2 separate regions of the Zea mays genome follow, and region 2 is linked to region 1. A link is a contact called in public Hi-C data. All regions are on one chromosome and are shown on one strand. Each heading gives the region's core, a stretch centred on a gene start, on an enhancer-like site or on the middle of the called end of the contact. The rest is flanking DNA. Distances are from core to core; before and after follow the strand shown.

What was found. A called contact is a pair of places that touch in the nucleus more often than the background predicts.
Region 2: a contact with region 1 is called in a Hi-C map of tassel, with 2.9 times the contacts expected there. The contact joins the promoter of LOC100281180 here to the promoter of LOC100383094 in region 1. A contact is called at or near these places in 4 of 25 Hi-C or Micro-C datasets (ear, leaf, leaf mesophyll and 1 more).

What each region holds. Positions count from the first base shown.
Region 1 is chr2:44,182,990-44,185,931 of Zm-B73-REFERENCE-NAM-5.0, forward strand. LOC100383094 (Galactose mutarotase-like superfamily protein) reads right to left here and starts at 1,402. Exons shown (of 5, transcript NM_001175765.1): 1 at 1,129-1,402; 2 at 979-1,028; 3 at 165-288; 4 at 1-8. The coding sequence starts at 1,309.
Region 2 is chr2:44,590,760-44,593,701 of Zm-B73-REFERENCE-NAM-5.0, forward strand. It overlaps LOC100281180 (gamma-glutamyltranspeptidase 1), which reads left to right and starts at 1,442. Exons shown (of 7, transcript NM_001154099.2): 1 at 1,442-1,458; 2 at 1,556-1,914. The coding sequence starts at 1,452.

The DNA of each region.
Region 1 (2,942 bases), core at 152-2,651:
GCCACCACCTGGATGCACGAACAGATGCAGGTGAATGAGTGAACGATCTCGCTCCCATGTCATGAACAGCGGTGGAAGTGGAACTCGATTACTCGAGGACTGATCCATCACGGACGGTTGGAGCAGAGCAATCCTCTGGCTCTGGGTGTAGGCACGAACCGTACCGTGAATCGTGTTCCTGCCGTCGTTTCGTTGCAGGTGGTAGACTTTCCCGTCGAGGACGAACCGGCCCCTCGATATCCGCTGAGCCACGCGGCCGGTTATCGGTCCAAAGTAAGAAGTGTCGTTCTGCGTGGGAAGAACAACTTTAAGCCGCTGTTGTGTGTTGAAAAATTCAGCAGCGTGCCATAGCCATAGGCTCCATTCACATGATGCGTATCGACACTTGCACGGTCTCGCTTATTTTTTTTCCCCCTCGAGAAGAGAGAGAGAGAGAGAGAGAGAGAGAGAGAGAGAGAGAGAGAGAGAGAGAGAGAGAGAGAGAGAGAGAGAGAGAGAGCATGATCTCGAGTGATCTTTGTCAGTTTTAAATTAGGGGAAGATAGCGATGGAGTGCCATCCTGTACAGCACAGATCACAATGTGATAATAATCATTTCCTTCCAGTTCCCCTTAATTTTCTTTTCTACAAAAGTTCGGTTGGTGGCCTAATATTCTAGCTCTAGCTCATGCTTGGTTTTCAAAGTCTTGACCGTGGTGCTTGGGATTCTAAAGCTGAACGAGAGAGAGTAAATGAGGGAGAATAGTAAAGAAGAAGAAAAAAATGAAGTCGCTATGTTTGGAGAGCGACCGACGACTGCGAAGTTTGTTAATTAGAGAGGTGGAATTCGCTGACGAACAGAACTAGTGCAGAGTGAAAAATGAAGAAGAAAAGACGCAAACTAAATGCAACACACGTGCTATCGATCTATGCAGGAGAAAGATCATGGATCGATTGGCTAGAAAAAAGAAACAAGAGACGGTGATCTGCCGAACTTACAAAGTATTCAGCGACGGTATCTCTGCCCAGGACGATATCAGCCAAGTTCCCTGCAAACCCACGAGCACGAACTTAATTTAGCCTGTGCGGCGAGCGAGGGCAGTTGCAGAGGCGACAGCAGCTAGCAGGAAGGGAGAGGACTGCACGGACCTTTGCAGTCGGGAAGGACGACGGACATTAATCGGGCGCCCCAGTTGGTGACCTTGACGGAGAAATCCCCCAGCTTGAGCTCGTACACGCCGACCCTCGCATCGGGGCGGGGGCCGGCGGTGGCCTGCGCGCCCAGGGTGCCCGCGAGGCACAGCAGCGCGAGGAGCTCAACCCTAGCCATTGCCGGGCCAAGGAATTAGCTTAATTGCTGAGACAGGTTGCCAGGAAGGCAGCACAGGTAGGAAGGAAGGGCGAAGAGCGAAGAGAAAGGGGGTGTACGTCGGTCGGTCGATCGTCGGGGCACTCGGCTCTAGATATATTTTCCTCCATCCAATTTTATTTCAGAAAAATCCGGACGGCAGGAACCTCACGGTCACAGGTAAAGCTGTGCTTGAATGATCTGGACGGCATCGGCATTTGAATCTTTTTTCTTCTTATTTCTACTTTTATTTTCTGTCTTATTATATACTTCTGTGCAACAAGGTCTTGGTCAAAGGCGTGGGCTGAGTGGCTGACCCAGCAAGCGTGTGTGCTGGCCCGGGTGCTGTAGCCTGTACTGTACTGCTGCTAATCGACCAGTCCGCCCGGCGTATTTTTCGTTCAGGTTGTCTTGCGCTAGCTAGCGTGCACTATCTCTTAAAATTAACAGTCAATCGTGGACTTTTTCAAAGCTACTCGTTTTCAAAATACAATCTGCATGATACAATTCTGAGATAGAGCCTGGCCTTAGATCATAAATACAAGTAAAAGACAATATATATAAAAAGTCACGAAAAAATGAGGTTTTGCGAATAGTCTATTTCTTGTATTTTTTTTTTACTTTAGCGAAACATATCGAGAGACTCAATCTATACTATCTATTAAGATGCTAATGTAGACCGCTCTCGTCTCCGTCCTCCCACGTCGCGAGAGCCACCTCCCTGCACAATCCGGTCCATGCGTCCTACCCGACGCCGTCGCTCCGCAAACGCCGCGAACCCCGCCGCGACCCACCGTGAACCCCGCCCGACGCTGCAAAAAAAGTGATTCTACGTCTGCGCACGTGTTTATGAGAAATCTATCTTCGCCGACAAAGAACACGACTCTATTAGCCAACCTCCCTCCACTTCGCTGTTTGTTTCTTCCAATTGTCCACATCCAAACCGGCGGCCAGCAGGTGTTCATTCCACTCACACACGGCTGCTTCTTGCCCCTCCTTGCCGCAGGTATTACTACAGATGCACGTACAAGGACAACATGAGCTGCCCGGCCACGAAGCAGGTGCAGCAGAAGGACCATAACGACCCGCCATTGTACGCGGTCACTGTGGGGGATAGATATCCACCGGATCCACTAAAGAGATAAAAGACCTCACGAAAGGCCCAAAGGCCCGATAAATCGTAAGGTCGTTCTTTCGTGGGCCTGGGGAAAGACAATCAACGAAGCGGAGAAGACGTAAGACTAGATTGGAGCAAACCCGGACGGCCCACAACGTTGAGCGAGTAAATTGCAACAGAGACCCGACTTTCCCGCGCTGAAGCCCCCATGCAACAGAGCCATGCGAGGATAAGTCGGCAAGGGTTACGTAGGGATAAACTCGAGAGGTTTACTATCTTTCAGCTACTTGTAGCTATCATATCCACGTGTACTGCCCCACGGTCGAGTATATAAGGCCTAGGGGGCACCCCTTCAGAACGATCGACCCTGCTTCACTTTGCCACCCACGAAAACTCTCTGTGCCTTCAATCCAGAGAGCCCTCTTGTAACCACGCTCATATACTCACCAGGACGTAGGGTGTTACGCGCTTCTAAGCGGCCCGAACCTGCAAATCTTG
Region 2 (2,942 bases), core at 192-2,691, 410 kb after region 1:
TTGAGTGGTATTCTCATGTTGCATTTGTTTTCATTGTTCATCTATGTAAGATCTAAGATATTAGATTTCTCTTGTTTCACTTATTTTGGGGTAGTTGTAGCAGGCCGGAGCGAAGCCAGATCAGTTACCCGCTGTCAGACAACTTTGTGATTCCTGTCCACCTTAAAGTTGGTCAGGAATTTCGCTTGTGCTTCCTTGATCACCTACTCTTTGTGTTCCTCAAACTCTTGCTGATCTTCGACTGATAGAGTCTCCATAGTCGGCTTGATGATGTTATTTGGAGAGACGTCGGAATTATCCTTTGAACTGACCATTGGGACGATCTGATACTCTATGTGGTTCCTCCAGCGGAGTCGTGAAAAAGTGTGTTGCCGCCGATCTGACGTCAATCACTACGAGGTGTACCGGCGGCGGTGCCCTTATGGCAGCCAGTGGCGGCCCTGAGGGTGGGGCGGAGGGGCTGCCTCCCCGGGCCCCCAATTATATAGGGCCCCGAACCTAGTTATACATTCAGTAATTAGACTATGAGACACAATAGCTTAATAGTGAAATGTCGAATAATTAGCAGTCACGAAGCGTTCACAACCCGGTCGTATTTAAACATGTTAAAAGAACTTTTAAGATAATACTATAATATGTATCTTTTTATTTATTTGTTGCTTGGTATGAACATTTTTAGATGTGTCTTGAGTTTATATATTGGTACCATTTTTATATAACAATAGTTTGATGGGCCTCTATTTTAAATTTGCACTGGGCCCCTAAAACCTCCGGTCCGTCGCTGATGGCAGCACGGACGGTCCGCGGCATAGGGTCGGACGGTCCACGACCTGCAGCAGGGAACTGAGTCTTCTCTGCGTCGAGCCGGACGGTCCGCGTGTGCAGAGACGGCGGCGTTCGCCAACATCACCTGGATCTGACCCCAAGACCAAGAGGGGTCCGTCAGGGAGGAGAGGTCATAGAGTTTGTTTTGGGATCGGTAGGTCATCCAAGACGTCTCTAAACAATATAGAGTCAAATAGGGGTGGAGATCAAGGTGAAGAAGTGTCTACTCATAGAGTAAAAAGTAAAGAACGGAAGGTATATTAATTTTAGTTCGATTTTGGTTGTTCAATCAACCGTACATCTTTAAATATATAAGAGAAGGTCTGTAGCCGTTCTTAGTCGTCCTCCATTAACTCTTATAACTTTATAAAAATAAACACACGTAAAGATATAAGTTAATTCGACTGATATGATCTATCCACGAATTGTCCGCAAGCGTAGACCGGACTATCCGGTCGGTCCAGCCGATCGCGGCCGGTGCCACAAACCGTGCTCAGCAATACAAAATAATCAAAATCTGAGATACAGCCCACAGAATAAAACCGGTAACTCGTCCTTCCAATCAATATAGCCATCTAGGAGTAGGCTTTGCTCATAGGCTCCCTCTACTCTCGTTCTCCCGCGCCATGGCGGGTAGGTGCCCAATCTTTCGGTCTTTCCTTCTGGACGGTGTATTCGTAACACTATCCATTCATTTTTTTCTAAGCCTTCCCCATCTTGAGCTCTGCAGCCCGACGTCTCCAACTCCAATGGGAGCCAGTCAGCACCGCCGCTCTCCTCCTCTTCCTCCTACTCGCCGCCGCGGGAGCGGCTGCTGCCTCGGCAGCGCCAGCGGGGCGCAGGGAGGCGGTGACGTCGCCGCACGGCGCCGTGGCGGCGGACGACTTGCGGTGCTCGAGGATCGGCCGGGACGCGCTCCGCGAGGGCGGCAGCGCCGTGGACGCGGCTGTGGCCTCCGCCTTCTGCCTCGGCGTCGTCAGCCCGGCCTCCAGCGGCGTCGGCGGCGGCGCCTTCATGCTCGTCAGGCTCGCCGACGGCACGGCCGTCGTGTACGACTCCCGCGAGACCGCGCCCCTCGCCGCCTCCAGGGTGAGTTAAGATCGTGCTTATATTTATCCTTTCTATTCGGACCTTACGTCCTTACCTCTGCTCTAGTAAATTGTCTTCACTTATTCCTCTGCAGCAACTCATTCTCTATACATAAATACTCCTTCCGTCTTAAAATATTAATCATCATAGCTATTAGTTTTTTATTCTATATTTAAATAGATGATAGAACACATACATTAATTATTTATTAATATATTAAAAAGGTAAAATAAATTTTAATTTGAGACGTAGAGAGTAATATATTAAAAATATATTTTATTTGAATTTTTTATCCGTATGTATGTATCATACTTTCAGATATTTTATATATGTGTTATTTAAAGTATTAAAATAAATAGAGAAAAGAAAAAAACTCAATTATATAATAAATAGACACCTTTTTATCTAGAGAACGGTGCTGGACAGAAAAGCGAATCTCTCTTGGATTTAAAGAGGAGCCTAGAGCCAGTAAGCTACACCGCGTGTCTGCGTGTGCGAGCGGTGGTCAAAGCACTGCCGTACTGGCAGGAATTTGCGAGCGATTTTTATTTGCGCTTGCCCATAGGAATATGTTTTTAATCTGGTCTTTGTTAGCACTTAGAGCATGTAACTGACGGTTTTCTAAATATTAGAGACAGATAAAAGACCGTATAATATAATCCTAAACTTATAAATAATAAATATAGTTAATACACAATATTTATAAAGAGTCACGTAAAGACGACCTCTTCTATAGTTAATACACAATATTTATAAACATGTTTCTTGATTTTTTTCACTAGAGACAGCTCAGAAGCCCTCCTATTCAATTAGGTTGTACATACTTTAACAGTTCGTCGATAGATGACAAAAAAAAATATTATAAGAGTTAGTTTAAGAACTTTATTTTTATAAAAGATTTTTATTTTTCTAAGGGAAATTAGTTTATTTTTTTGGAAAATAGGAATCCTTGAGAAAATATTGTTCATAAACTAACTATTATGAAAGTAAACGATTGGAGCAAGACCTGCCAGTAGAGCAGGTAGGTG